5 separate regions of the Mus musculus genome follow, and all the other regions are linked to region 4. A link is a contact called in public HiChIP or PLAC-seq and promoter capture Hi-C data. All regions are on one chromosome and are shown on one strand. Each heading gives the region's core, a stretch centred on a gene start, on an enhancer-like site or on the middle of the called end of the contact. The rest is flanking DNA. Distances are from core to core; before and after follow the strand shown. Region 1 holds the start of Apold1 (apolipoprotein L domain containing 1). Region 2 has its middle 15 kb from the start of Ddx47. Region 3 holds the start of Gprc5a (G protein-coupled receptor, family C, group 5, member A). Region 4 holds the start of Borcs5 (BLOC-1 related complex subunit 5). Region 5 has its middle 20 kb from the start of Apold1.

Region 1 (2,700 bases), core at 195-2,694, 340 kb after region 4:
TGGTAAAGACAGGTTATCCATACGAAAGTGAGGGGCTTAATTGTGTTCTACAATGATAGAGCTGTTGAAACTTTCCAAATGGGGCAGAGCAAGAGGCAAGTTCAATGCCAGTCTGATCTACTTAATGAGTTCTAGGCTAGCCAGAACTCCATAGTGAGACCGCACTGAACAGATGCAAGAGACTCCAAATGAATAAGGGGGACTTTTGTTTCGTTTTGGGAACAGGGTCTCACGTAGCCCAGGCTGGATTCCAACTAGCTATGAATCCGAAGCTGACCTTGAATGTCTAACCCTCAAGCTTTTACTTCCTGGTGCTGGAATTACAGGGGTGGGCCACAGTGATGGGTTTCTGGGTGCCAGTGTTAGAATCCAGGGCCTCCGCGTGCTAGTCTACTGCACCTCCAGCTGGAGACATGAATCATTTAGGTGAAAACCAGTTTGGCCTTTGACGATGGTGTCAGGGGTCCTTTGGTGAGACTGGGTTTCCCAACTAAGCTTCAGCTTCTCCCCTCCCCCCACCCCCACCCTAACTGCTTCAGGGATAGCTATGGGGTGCATCGCCATCTGGTCTGGGTAAAGGCACAGAAAGAAGCTACATTCATTTCCCCGCCTGCACGCTCTGTAATAGATAACTGTTTTTCAGACCCTGCTGGGGAACCTGTAGCTAGAATCCACTCATTTAACCATGATGCAAGCTACAGTCCTCGCTTCATATGAAAACCCCGGAAGCCATCATCTCCCCGCTGCCATGGAAAGTGTATAATTAGCTCGGTGTGCAGCTTGACCCCAGTGATTTTTCTGACGCACTTGGCCCCGCAGTGTGCCCTTTTTGAGACCTCCTGTGTCTTCTCCACAGCTGGAGATGCCCTAAACTGCACGCAGCACTTCCTGTGGGCGTGGTCTTGAATTTTAGGCGCTCCTTGGTGCTGGCTGCCCTCCCTTAATGGGTCACATGCTTCAGCTACTTACATCCCCACAAAGCTCTTTGAAAAGGACCATGAGTGGCTGTATCGATCATAATTAAGTTTTCCGGTCCCTCCTATTTCTTTTTAAAAATGATTTTCTGATGGAGTCCTCTCAAAGAAACACTATAATTGGGCAGCCTGGGGCATGTGGGAAAGCCTCCCCCGATGGCGTCAGTAGCTATTCTCAGGAGAGGAAAGGCAGGGTATCCCCACTGGGAGATGACAGCACTTGTTTCAAGTTGGGGAAGAGCCTGTGGTTCTCTTCCTGCGTTTGGAGGGGAAAGCGAACACACAATATTCATTTCCTAAATACGGGACGTGCTTTGCCAGCGTCTCTTTTTCCAACATGTCATATCCTGGCCGAAGGCAGCAGGGGTCAGGGCAGGAAACAGCAGCTTCTCAGAATGAGACAAGGCTTTCCCAGAGCCGTCATTGGCTCCTGGGAGCTATAAAGTATGCTCGTCCAGAAACAGTCTCCCACTTTTCTTCCTGGAGGCCAGAGTGAAGGGTAAGTGGGGAGTCCGAGGGATGTGTCTGCAATGGGATTGGTGATATCGGGGTCAACTCTCGAGGCGTCATGTATTTGGAGTGACTTTTTCCCAACCTTCTTGTTACCTGAAAACTTCTTACTGGTCAGCTAGATCATGGAGGTCAACCAGGAGCTGTAGGACCTATGAGTCAGGAGACCAGTGTTCTTCTGGGGGCACTGAGAAACATCAGCTGTTGGTAGCCGGTCTCTAAAGGCCTTCATCTTAACCGAGGACAATGAGTTCTGGCTGTGCATGCCGATGCAAGCCTGGAATTCTAGAACTCAGGAGGTGGAGGCCGGAGAATCGGGGGTTTGAGGTCAACTTGGACTATGTAACAGCCTGTCTTTAAAAACAACAAAAACAAATGGAGAAAGATAAAAAATTAAATAACTTCTGCCCTGCTCGTTCAGGTCCGACATGCTCTTTCAGTGACTTATTTGGTGCCTTTAAGAAGTTCTGACTGGTGGAGAGTACAGTGTGTATGAAAATGGGGCTCCCTCATTACCAGGACAGATGGCCTTTTACAGATGAACCTGGTACATTCAGCTTTCTCCCTTAGTCACCTTTTATTGGCTTCAGTCCATCTGGACCCAAGGAAGCCTCCAGTGAGCTGCTAGCTAGCACCTTTTCTTTTTTACCTTGAGACAAATTCTTGTTATGTAGCCTTGGATGGCCTAGAACTCAGTATTTAGACCAGGTTGGCCTTGAACTCTCAATGATCCTGCCTCTGCCTCCCAAGTGCTAGGATTAGAGAGAGGGACAGGGACATTGAGAGAAGGAGAGAGAGAGAGAGAGAGAGAGAGAGAGAGAGAGAGAGAGAGAATATAATGATATAATGAGAATGGGGGGGGCAAGTACCTTGAGTCCCTAGGACACAAGTCTCCACATAATGAAAAGTTTTTGTTACGTTACATGCACGGTTTGCTACTTTTAAGGTGTTCTCTTCTTTTTATTGGTCCTTGTTTGTCAGGAGTTGGGGAATAGAATAGGGTGTCACACCAGACAATGGCTCTACCCCTGAGCTGCATCCTCAGCCCAAGTGTCATTTTGAAAACAGAGCAAAGTCTCTGTTTTCAGAGCATTTACCTGGAGCAGCTTTCTAATAGTCTCCACCTTCCCGTTTAAACCTTTATTTAAATCTGTGGATGGTGTCCATAGATTTTGTTCCCTGGAAGGAAAGCAGAAGACAGCATAATCTCTGTTGG
Region 2 (2,700 bases), core at 55-2,554, 390 kb after region 4:
AGAGACTAGGCTGTGGCAATTCTAATCCAGAGTTCTTGAGGTGAAACCTAGCCTTGGGGCAGATAATAAAAGGGTGTGAGTCACTCTTGGGCTGGAATGACAAGAGACTCAGCCCAAGCACTGGAGATTCAAGGGTGACCCACACCTACATTCTTTATGCCTCACCTGTCTCAAGAATGCACTAAAACTACAGCTAAAAATAACTGCAGAAACTTGAGGTCTGGGAAGTATCGCCAAACAGTCACACCTAAGTAGACAAGAGCTCTGGGCCATGATTGAAGACAAGAACATGCTCAGCTGGAGGCCACACAGTCTGTAGGACCCTCATACCTGTTGATACCGCTGGAGCTTGTCTTAGAGACTTTGTTGCTGTGAGGAGACATCATATAAAAGGAAGCATTTATTGGGGGCTTGCTTATAGTTTCGGGATTATGCCATGATCATCAAGCTAGGGAACATGGCAGTAGCTAAGTGCTTAGATCTGATCCACAAACAGGAGGCAGAACGAAGGAGATTAGGCCTGGAATGGGCGTTCGAAGCCTCCAAGTTTACCTCCAGTGACACACCTGTTGCAACAAGGACACGCCGCCTAATTCTTCCCAAACACCTCCATGCATTGGGGGCCATTCTCAAACCATGGTAGAGCTTTCGTCTGCTTACAGCCATCTGTTCATCTGATACCAGTAATCTCAGATTTTAGGAGGAAGAAGCAGGAAGATCAGGAGTTCAAGGCCAGCATCAGCTGCGTAGGTAGTTTGGAGCCAGCCTGGGCTACGTGGAAACCCCATCTTTTGGAAAACAGAGCCAGTGAGGTGGCTCAGCAGGTAAAGGCACTTGCTACTAAACCTGAGGACCTGAGATTGATCCCCCCAGGACTCATATAATGAGAGAACTGACTCACAGAACTTCCTCTTAATCTCTTAACATCCTGTGATAGTTTCCACCCTACCTCTGATAAATAGATGCAAAAAAATTTTAGGTCAAAAGACCCAAACAAAAGCACATACACAAACCAAAAAAACAAAACCAAATTTGATTCCAAATCTCAGTCCTTATATGATGTGTATGTGTGTCTTTTGTATGCATTTCACATTATACACTCAACAAGCACTTACTGAACGAAAGGAATCAGCCAGTGGTGGCAGTATTGCATTTCCTTAAATGTGCTCCACATAACAAATGAGTGTTATGCCTATAAGCTTTCAGATGCCAACTTAGTTTCCAATGGGCAACCATTAAGAGAGGATAACAGAACATCTTCGTTTTCACCGGTAGATGGCAGAAGGGGGAAATGCTCGCCCTCACTTCCTCTGTGGGAAAAAATAGTTACTAGTGAGCAGTGACTGGGGTGCAGTGCAGAATCAAAGGGCACACAGTGTACTCTTGTGTGGCCTGCAGTGACTAAGGGGTAGCAATCAGGGCAGGTATGAGAAGTACCTATAGGTATCTGAAGGGTGATAGTCTTTAACAGGACTGCCAGGCCAGGCCTGGGGTGTTTCCTCACAGGTAGAGAGCTTGCCTTTTGTGTGCAGGGATCTCTGGGTTACCCAGACTCTAGGACTGGGAGAACTAAATGCTGTATAAAATGCAGCCTTGCTCTGTTCCCTGGTCCCTATCTGTGCTAGCTTTCCATTTGTGCTAAAGTCTCCCCTGCCTATCTAGGTATTGATAGGTCACCAACTCCTGGTTCTCCCCCTCCAGTCTGGAGCCTGGGAATACAGGCATTTCCTTCCCAATGCACAGTGTGTATGAGAGTAAGTTGTTCAGGGTCTTGAATCCTCTTTCACGATATATCCCTCTGTTTTGCTGTACCCTCATCCAGGCCAGTCCATAGCTTTCACTTGTCCATGTTATCTCATGGCTTGGTGCCAGGGAGCTAGTGAGTCACTTATTCTTTTTGTCTTTGGCCCAAAGTGATGGGGACTTGTCCTCCATCCAAAAGAATGATAGCAGCAGTCAGGCATGATGGTCAGCAATATTGGGCTGTGGGCCTGAGGGCATAGCTCAATGGCAAAGGCTGTGTTTACATGCACGTGGCTCTGGGTTTGATTCCTGGCATTAAAAAGAAAATGAGAGGCTGGACAGACGTCTCAGCTGCTGAAGTGCTTGCTGTACAAGTAGGAGGGCCTGAGTTCAGATCCCCGGAACTCATGAACAGTTGGTGTGGTGGCCTGTGCCTGTGATCACAGCACTTGGGAAGGGAGGCTGGACATCTGGGACTCTCTAGCCAGTCAGTGTAGTCAATTGGTGAACTCTAGGTTCAATGAGAAACTCTGTCTCAAAAACAAAAAAATATGGTTGTGGGCTTGTGGGGTGATTTAGTGGGTAAAGGAGCTTTCTGCCAAGCCTAACTATCTGAGCTTGGTCCTTGAGACCCATATGATAGGAAGAGCAATCAAGGAAGACACTGGATGTTGACCTCTGGCCTACACACACACACACACACACACACACACACACACACACACACACACACACGAGTGAGCCTTCCCATGTTCAAAACACATACCCTTATACCCACACACACCATACCACCCCAGAGATAGAGATGAGAGAGAGAGAGAGAGAGAGAGAGAGAGAGAGAGAGAGAGTGTGTTACAGAACAGAGACAAAGTGTTTTATATATATCTTTATAAATTTATAAAAAGTATATATATACAGATATGTGTGTGTACATATATATTATTTTACCTCCCAGCC
Region 3 (2,700 bases), core at 146-2,645, 420 kb after region 4:
AGGCCTGGCTTGTTACATTTTATTCTTTTCTTTTCTTTTTTTGAGACAGGGTTTCTCTGTGCATCCCTGATTGTTCTGGAACTCACTGTGTAGAGCAGACTGGCCTCCAATTCACTGAGATCTGCTTGCCTCTCCCTTAGGAGTGCTGGGATTAAAGTTGTGAGCCCCTACCATCTGGCAAGATTGTTTGTTACATTTTAAAAAGCATTTAAGGGTGTGGAGAAAAGTGGGTCTCAGCCCCTTGTAGGGGTTAAACATCTTTTTCACAGGGGTCACCTAAGCCCAGTAAAAAGCACAGATATGTATATTAAGATTCATAACAGAAGCAAAATTACAGTTATGAGGTAATAACAAAGATAATTTTATGGCTGGGGGTCGCCATACATGAAAAATTGTATTAAAACTGAACTAAAGCACTTAGAAGGCCTGCTCCAGGCCTTCCCTACTACCTAAAAAGCTTAGTTCCCCCGCTGCCCACCAACGCAACCAACGGGGTAAACCTGGTCCAGTGCGTTGACATTCCAGGACTTTTTGACTACGGAGCAGGCAGGTTTCAGCCGGACTGGCCTGATAATGGATGCGCTGCGGGCCCCTACCTAAGCAGGAGGAATCAGACACCAAAGGCAAATTCCTTCATTTCAAAATTTTATCTGGCGTCTCTGTTCCTATCAACTGCTTTGTCAAACTTTTGGAGAGGTGGTTAAAAGAAAGGCGATATGATCTCTCAGTCAGGCCATGCTAACTTGGCTATGCGACAGTTCCAAGAAGGGCCTTGCTGAAGCGTCTCAACTTTTCCTTGGTCTTTACTCTTTAGCCGCGACTGGGGGACCCACAGGAGAGTGAGTGGCTGTCTCTTCCCATTTAAACTTGGCTTCTCCCTGCTCACCGGAGGAAGGAGTGGGTGATGGAGAGACAGGTGCCGCCAAGGGGAAATAAAGACCAACTTCTCCCACAGAAAGTAACAAAGGAGCTGCCTGGAGCTGCTGGCTTAAGTCTTTGCCCTTGGGGCCCTATAGTGCCCTCAGGGAGGATGGGTGTGGTTCCCTCCAGGAGATGACAGCCAGCAGCGCTCATCCGTAGCTGGGTTCACCGTGTGGCTCTTTTCATAAGGGCGGGAGCTCTGGGACCGACCTGAACACTCGTCGAGAGCTACGCCTGGCAGTCTAGGGTGCTTCCCCCGCAACCCCGCCACCTATTTCATGAGTGACTGTGCTTCTGACGTCAGGGAGGCTTTCAGTTCATTCTCTGGCACGGTGACTTTATTTTCACAACAGCGAGAAGTGCCGCGGAACTGGATTAGGCGTGTCCTCTCCCTCCGCCCCGCCCCCGCCCCTTGTCCCTCGGTTCACCCTCTCCCTCCCTCCGGCGACAGAAGCCTTTATAACCGCTTTGCGCGGCCAAGGCGGGATCCTTGTCCCAGGACCTGCCCAGTAGCCAGGGGTTGAGCGCTCTCGCCTTTCACGCGTGAGTCGCAAGTTCTCGCTTCACCCCGAGCGCCGCGGCGCCCAGGTAAGAGGGGTTTACCCAGGAGCGCGCTCCGGGCCCCAGTTTTAAATCCGGAGAGTGGGGCGTGGGGAGCCTTGGGGAAGGAGAACTGAGACAGTACAGCCCGTGATGGACTACAGCTGGCTAGGAGAAACAGATGAAACCGAGAAAGGAATGTCCTTAACTTCTCTCACCTCTGAATGTGTTCTCTGGGCTAAAACAGAGGGGAAAGACCAATCAGCAAACAGTTAGAAACTGTAGCACAGGCCTGTAATTCTGCACCTGGGAGGTAGATGCAGAAGAATCAAGAGTTCAAGGCCAGCCTTGACTCTACTGTGAGTTCCTGGTCAGCCTGGGCTATATAAGTCTCTGTCTCCAGATACAAAACAGTAGTTTAAAATACCAATATTAAAAGAGAGGTCCGTCTTGAACTGTACTAGGCCCCTCCCACAGGTTCTATGTAGCCACTGGTGGGTGGAAGATGGGCTATGATGCTTTCAACTCCCATCTGAGTTTCAAGGGTCTGTGAATGAATAGAGGGGTAGAGGGAGAGGATGCCAGCCGCTTCCTTCCCAAAGGAGCGAAGGCCGTGGAGGTCAGGAAGTGACTCACCTCAACGCCCCCCCCCCCTTCTCATGTGCGTGTTGTTCCTCCACCCCATCCCTTACTTTTCCTGTTGCCCCAGTCTCTAAGACCCTGTCTCTCTTTAACAAGAGGGGGTGAAAAGCTTGTCTTCCCGGAGGAGAAGAGACACAGGCAGGAGGAGGCTGGCAGATCACATTGAATGGAAAGACAGGAAACAGCAGTTGTTTTTTTTTTTTGTTGTTGTTTTGTTGTTGTTGTTTTTTTTTGTTTGTTTGTTTTTTTTAGACATTCAGGCTGGCCTCGAGCTTGTAACCACCATTCTGCCTCAGTTTGCAGAGTGTTGGGATAACAGGTATCGGTCTCATGGTAGAAGGCTCCCAAATGGCAAAAGCCTGCCTGGAAGCAGGTAATTGAAGGACCATCACCGTGCCTGCCTGCCTTTTCTCCAGGCAAGTGTCTGAGGCTTTTGTTGAAGCCTGGTGAAAGGTTCTCTGGAAACAGTCTCTTCTTTGCTCTTTACTGAAGGAGAATTCTTTAGCCACTTCAGATACAATGGCCTGGGAAGGTGGAGGGGAGGGTGAGGCCAACACTTCACCCTTAGGGGTTTTTGTACTGGCCATCACTGATAGA
Region 4 (2,700 bases), core at 181-2,680:
GTTGAAGGCCCAGGACTAAAGGGGTCATGCAGAGAAGTTGAAGCTTAGCACCATGAAAAGAGCCTATGAGAGTGAAAGTGCAGTCCAGTTGTAGCAGAAAACAGCAGTGTTTTGGAGATGCCAGTACCACTGAGAACAGCAACACTGGTGTACAGGCATCTGGAGCCTAGAAAACAAGGTGGGTGCTACAAAGGGCTGAGCTGGAGAAGTAACACAAGCCCTTGGAGGAGCCCAGAGCATCGAGAGTGGATCCCAGACATTGGATAGTCAGAGTTTGATTTTGCTTTTGATTGTGACTATGCCCTGGTATTTTTCCCTCTTGAAGTATGAAAGTATTTTAGTGGAGCCCACAGATAGGAGACTGAATTGTAAAAAGACTTTGAATTTCAAGATATTAGATATTTTAAAGGGATTGAACTTCGGTGGTAGTTGAGACTGTAGAAGGGTATAGATGTATTTATATCTCCCCCAAGGAAGGAATTTTAGCAACACAGGCATACATCATAAAGCCAAGCTGCTTGTAATATCTTGAAACAGATGAGAGAATCCCTATAAGGCATTGGGTTACTACCCATCTATATGAGATTGGCTCAGATAAGCAGTTTCCTTTTTTTGTATTAGCTGTTTATCTTCCTGGCTTCTGGTAGTTCCATAGTGATCTGTCAATAAAACAGCATATTCTAACAATTTCTTACTTATTTCTAACTCCTTAAAACACACACACACACAGTCTTGGCATTTCCTGTATGGCCTCCTACTACAAAACTCCCTGCTTTCAAAGTTTAGAAAAGAACTCTGCTTCTGTACTAGTGTGAATTGAAATTTGAGGGCTACAGACTACCTTTCTTCCTCATTGGTAAAATAGGTGTAAAAATACCGATTTTTGCCTGACATGGTGGTGGTTTACCCTGTAACCCAGCACTTCTGTTGATTGAGCCAGGATCGAGAATTCGAGGTCACCAGGGTCATACAGAGTGAACTTCTATCTCAAAAACAAAAACCCAGACCATTCTGTAAAGTCGTTTGAAGATAACCAGCATTACAGTTCTTTTTTTTTTTTTTTAAAAAGATTTATTTATTAATTGATTTTTATGTATATGAGTACACTACAGCTGTCTTCAAACGCACCAGAAGAGGGCATCAGATCCCATTACAGATGGTTGTGAGCCACCATTTGGTCGCTGGGAATTGAACTCAGGACTTTCGGAAGAGCAGTCAGTGCTCTTAACCGTTGAGCCATCTCTCCAGCCCCAGCATTATGGTTCTTAATATGTGTTGCTCAAAGGTAATTAATGTGTCTTCGGGGGTAGGAAAAGGCTTTATCTTTTGGACATCTTTGGCCTTGGGGAAGCCTAGCCCTTTAAGGCAGCGCCGCCCCAGCCTCCAGCGCGCGTCTCTTGCCCCGCCCCACCCCTCGGGTTTGGAGGCGGGACCTCCAAACCCGGAACTGAAGGCCGCGCATTGCCGGCCCGGCCAATCGGCGTCCCGGAAGGAGCGAGCTGAAGCCACCGAGCCAGTGAATGACAGCAGCGCCGCCCGCCGGTCGCGGCTGCAGCCCTGCCGGCGTCCCGAGCCTCCTGTCAACGCGAGCGGCGTGCTTTCCAGCGGCGCCTCTCCAAGTGTCTGTGGCCCAGCGGGGTCTCCCCGCTCTCCCTAGCCTCTGCCCCGGTGTCCCTCCGCTGCAGGGGCCATGGGCAGCGAGCAGAGCGCGGAGGCCGAGAGCCGCCCCGGCGATCTGAACGCCTCAGGTCGGTGCCTCACCTCCCCGCACCGGTGTTGCTGGCGAAGCCGACCGCCCCGGTGCAGGCCCTCTGTGTTCCCTAACACAAAAAAAGCGTGGCCTCCCGCCCCAGTCCTAGTCCCCTAAACCGGCTTGCCCGGCTTCACTCTAATTTCTAAAAGACGACCTACTTAGTGTTCGGTTCCTGGACTCCACACTGACGTGGAGACTTGGGTCACACTGGATCGATCATACCCGAGTCCTCCAAGATCAGGTTTTCTGAAAATCGGGGTGTCGAGGAACCTTTTCAGAAGGGTCCTGTGAGCACTGGGCGGTCACTCTCAGTGTTTGGGTGCAAATATTTCCAGGCACCGCTCTCTGGCCACTCAGGTATCGGTTTTTTGTTTTGTTTTGTTTTAATAATTTTAAAAATAAGTTGGCCAGGTGGCAGGCAGTCTCTCGTGTATCTTCTGTTCACATTTTTTAGACGTCTCTTAGCATTTGGGGTAGGATTTGGAAGGGTTTTGTCCTGTACCTGTAGTAAGTGCTCAATAAAACAGCTGGCAATTGAAAACCATTTGGTCCTTTTGTTGTTACTTAGGTAACCTCTGAGAGGGCCCTCGATAGGCTCAAGGGTTACAAGCCTAATTAGTTAAACTCTCTCATAGCCAAAGAGTCTCAGAGTGGCTCTCTACTTGGTAATCTTTGCAACTTAGAAATGTGGAAGCTAACAGATGATTCATGCTGAAGGGCGTTCCTTCAAGACCTGCAGTCAGGGGCTTGCAGCTACTAGCTTTGTTATGTTTTCATTCCTTGGAAGGCCTAGAGTATCACGTCTGTTTTTAAGAAACCCGCAAAAATGGCTCATCTCATACTTTTTTTTTTTCTGTATCAGGCCAGAAGCACACTTTAGGGGAAGTAGTGTAGCATCCTATCAGACAGTTGCTCATCCGGGAACCATAGAAATGAGCATAGGCTCA
Region 5 (2,700 bases), core at 108-2,607, 320 kb after region 4:
CTTTTCTTGTCTACCAGGAAGAATGCGAGCTTTGTAGCTTTGTACCCTCTGTGCCCTGTGCTCACTAGAGCGCCTTTGTTGAACTAAGCAGGGGCACTGGCAGAGAGGAGAACTAGAGGAGGCCAAAAGGCTCTTCCGAACACAGAGAGAGGTCGTGGTTAAAAGAGAAAGGGACTGGAAGTTTGAGAAGGGGAGAATGGTGGGGGTTGGGGGTGGGGAGCAGGGAGCGGGGAGAGGGGAGCGGGATGGATTAGCTACACAATTTTTGAAGACAAGCAAGGAAATGCAAATAACAGTCTAAAGAGCGTTCTCTCCCTTTTCACATTCTCTTTCCTTCTTTAAATGTTCAAGTTGGGTAAGGTAGCACACACCTATAACCTCAGAATTCCGGAGCCTGGGGCAGGGGGATTACCACAAGGTCAATGCCTACCTGGGAACAGCAAGGCTCCAGAGGCACATCTGATGCCTCCAAGTGGTGTGTTAGCCTGAGAAGTTCTCATTTAACTAATTGATTAGTTAAGGGATAATTGATCGATTGAGACAGAGTCTCACTGTGGAATCCAGGCTAGCCTCAAGCCAACATTTTCTGTTTTCCTTCTCCTGTCTGTTTTCCTCTTTCCTGGGATTACAGGCCAGTGCAGCCATGCCTGGCTACTTAAGAGATTTAACTATCAAAATAAAACAAATGTATCTAAGTAAAAAACGCTTTTTTTTGGGGGGGGGGTATACCTCAGTGGTAGAATGCTTATTTAGAAAACACCAGGCCCTACGTTTAATCTCCTTAGACTGACTTGGGACATTAAAAACAAAAACAAAACAAAACTGTTTTTTAGCTACAAATAGAGCAATCAGCCCAGCCTATATGGACTTCTAGGCCAGCCCCAGGAACACAGCAGGATGCTGTTCCACACAAAGCCCAAAGCACCCGACCCAAGGCCAAGTGAATGGCTCAGTGGGTAGGGCACTCAAAGCCTGAGTTCTATGCCTAGAGCCCAGGAAGTGGTTGAAGTTGTCCTCTGACCTCCACCCCTGCGCTGTGGCACACTGGTTCCCATCCACACATCCACACAACAAACCTAACAATTAAAAAGGAAAGGAAAACGAACCAAAGCTGGGGTTTAGTTTGGTGACTCGAGTACTTGAGTGAGTACTTGCCCTGGGTTTGATCCCTAGACCTTCATCAACTGTGTAGCGGCTCAAAGCTGTGATCTTAGCACTCAGGAGGTGGAGGCAGGAGGATCAGAAGTTGAAGGTCAGTGTCAGCCACAAATCAGGTTTAAGACCAGCTGTGGTATAGGAGACCTTGTTTCAAAAACCAAAACAATTTGAAACAAACCAAAGGCTGGCTGTCCTTTTAGGTAGAGAGCTGTGTTATGTTAGTATAAGCCCGGCTCTCCCTGGCTGCCTTTCCTAGCTCTGCCCTTGGGCTGTGGCTTAATTGGCAGATTTGGGGCTCTTTCCCAATAAAGCTTCAGACCACTGAGTTGGGAAACTCTTCTGCTTCTCACATTAAACTACACTTAGCAATCAAGCTCTATCAGGAATAAACAGTGATCTGGCGTCTCCTTCCATTCCGCTGTCTTGTCTGGCTTTGTTTAGAGCTCTGAGGAGGGGCGTAATTAGTTCCCTGGGCACCGTGACAACGGTCCAGCATTCGGTGCATTGGTCAGAAAATTGATAAGTAAGAAGTAAACACAATTAGGAAGAAGCAAGAGAATAAACACGGAGAGACCAAGGTTTCAGGAGAGGCCGCATTGGCCTTGCTCCCAAGCCTTGCCTTTCATGTGTGGGGATGTTTATCTCAGAGGGGAGGTTTGTATGGGCTTATCTTGGGCCAGGTAGGTTTTAATGATGGTGCAGTCAGCTTGTGACAGCTGTGGCCTGGGGAAAGACCTTGGAAAGCCCCTTGGGAGCTTGGAGGGCCTTGCCAATGTCACTGGGGCTTTGTTAAGGCCTTAGTAGGGGTCAGCAGGCTGAAGAAGCCTTAGGGTCAATGAGAATTTAGGCAAGGGGCTGAATTGTGGGGAGTGTGTCTTTTTCACGCGTTGCCTCTTTAGATATTGGGGAGAATGAAACTCTTTGTCGTTTGTTTAACTGTGAGACAGCTTGGCTCTTCATGGACCACAGAGCAATCACAAGAGACTCACTTTCAGTGAGCCAGGGCTAGGGCTAGGTAAGCAAGCATGCAGCCCTTGTTTTAGATTTTCTTTTATGTTGTCATGAGTTACCCTCAAGGGCAGAGGAGGGAAGGGTAGATGAATTAAATTTGAATCCACCAGGCTCAAGAATCACTGCCTTGGGGGCTGGGGGGATGGCTCAGCGGATAAGGGCTCTTGCTGTGCAATTGTGAAGATCAGAGTTCGAATCTCTAGCACCCACTTAAAAAGCCAAGTATGGCAGAGCACACCAATAGCCCCGCCACTGTGTTGTCAGACAGAGTCAGGAGGCTAGTTGAGGCTGGCAGGCTGCCTGCAGCAGCAGTGTGAAACAGACACCTAGGATCTCACACGGACAATCTCACACGGACAAGGAAGGGTCTTGTGGGAAAGGGCAGCTCCTCAGATGAGCTGGGCTGATGGCGGATGCTGTGTTGGACGTTTCTGAACTTTGCAGGAAGACAGCCTCTCACGTCCTCTGGTGGATCATTCCCAGAGAAACATGCACAGTGCCACAGTCCTGGAATCCACTTATTCCTTAGGA

The links. Promoter capture Hi-C pulls out the DNA fragments that hold promoters and counts their contacts. HiChIP or PLAC-seq counts read pairs in DNA pulled down with a chosen protein or histone mark.
Region 1: a contact with region 4 is called in an HNF4G HiChIP or PLAC-seq map of pancreatic cancer cells. The contact joins the promoter of Apold1 here to the promoter of Borcs5 in region 4. A contact is called at or near these places in 16 of 39 promoter capture datasets (the 3T3-L1 cell line, 3T3-L1-derived adipocytes, the C10 cell line and 11 more), 5 of 484 Hi-C or Micro-C datasets (the N1E-115 cell line, embryonic stem cells, large pre-B cells and 1 more), 11 of 115 datasets of contacts at active chromatin or transcription factors (astrocytes, bone marrow-derived macrophages, embryonic forebrain and 7 more) and 3 of 9 other capture datasets (adipose tissue, liver and pancreatic islet).
Region 2: an HNF4G HiChIP or PLAC-seq map of pancreatic cancer cells shows a contact between it and region 4. The contact joins the enhancer-like site here to the promoter of Borcs5 in region 4. A contact is called at or near these places in 7 of 39 promoter capture datasets (the 3T3-L1 cell line, 3T3-L1-derived adipocytes, the C10 cell line and 2 more), 2 of 484 Hi-C or Micro-C datasets (B cells and CD8 T cells), 2 of 115 datasets of contacts at active chromatin or transcription factors (memory CD8 T cells and pancreatic cancer cells) and 3 of 9 other capture datasets (adipose tissue, liver and macrophages).
Region 3: a promoter capture Hi-C map of the 3T3-L1 cell line shows a contact between it and region 4, with 3 times the contacts expected there. The contact joins the promoter of Gprc5a here to the promoter of Borcs5 in region 4. A contact is called at or near these places in 1 of 39 promoter capture datasets (the 3T3-L1 cell line) and 1 of 115 datasets of contacts at active chromatin or transcription factors (embryonic stem cells).
Region 5: a promoter capture Hi-C map of liver shows a contact between it and region 4, with 3 times the contacts expected there. The contact joins the enhancer-like site here to the promoter of Borcs5 in region 4. A contact is called at or near these places in 9 of 39 promoter capture datasets (cranial neural crest, embryonic stem cells, frontonasal cranial neural crest and 6 more), 1 of 15 datasets of contacts at CTCF or cohesin (pro-B cells), 22 of 484 Hi-C or Micro-C datasets (B cells, the BV-2 cell line, CD4 T cells and 13 more), 9 of 115 datasets of contacts at active chromatin or transcription factors (bone marrow-derived macrophages, embryonic basal ganglia, embryonic forebrain and 5 more) and 2 of 9 other capture datasets (embryonic stem cells and pancreatic islet).

The regions. Positions count from the first base shown.
Region 1 is chr6:134,980,557-134,983,256 of GRCm38.p6, forward strand. It overlaps Apold1 (apolipoprotein L domain containing 1), which reads left to right and starts at 1,445. Exons shown (of 2, transcript NM_001109914.1): 1 at 1,445-1,473. Gm36428 (a long non-coding RNA gene) reads right to left here. Exons shown (of 3, transcript XR_003956531.1): 1 at 2,582-2,700; 2 at 1,581-1,838; 3 at 1,342-1,499.
Region 2 is chr6:135,025,112-135,027,811 of GRCm38.p6, forward strand. No RefSeq gene overlaps it. Among named protein-coding and RNA genes, the nearest start is that of Ddx47, 15 kb to the left of the region's middle. Within about 2 kb of position 1,305, at least 69 of the 459 cell types and tissues checked have an H3K27ac peak or open chromatin away from gene starts, as enhancers often do. A contact at or near this core is called in pancreatic cancer cells, where this site is marked.
Region 3 is chr6:135,064,267-135,066,966 of GRCm38.p6, forward strand. It overlaps Gprc5a (G protein-coupled receptor, family C, group 5, member A), which reads left to right and starts at 1,396. Exons shown (of 4, transcript NM_181444.5): 1 at 1,396-1,509.
Region 4 is chr6:134,639,510-134,642,209 of GRCm38.p6, forward strand. It overlaps Borcs5 (BLOC-1 related complex subunit 5), which reads left to right and starts at 1,431. Exons shown (of 4, transcript NM_026371.3): 1 at 1,431-1,748. The coding sequence starts at 1,691.
Region 5 is chr6:134,960,529-134,963,228 of GRCm38.p6, forward strand. No RefSeq gene overlaps it. Among named protein-coding and RNA genes, the nearest start is that of Apold1, 20 kb to the right of the region's middle. Within about 2 kb of position 1,358, at least 39 of the 459 cell types and tissues checked have an H3K27ac peak or open chromatin away from gene starts, as enhancers often do. A contact at or near this core is called in embryonic stem cells, liver and pancreatic islet, where this site is marked.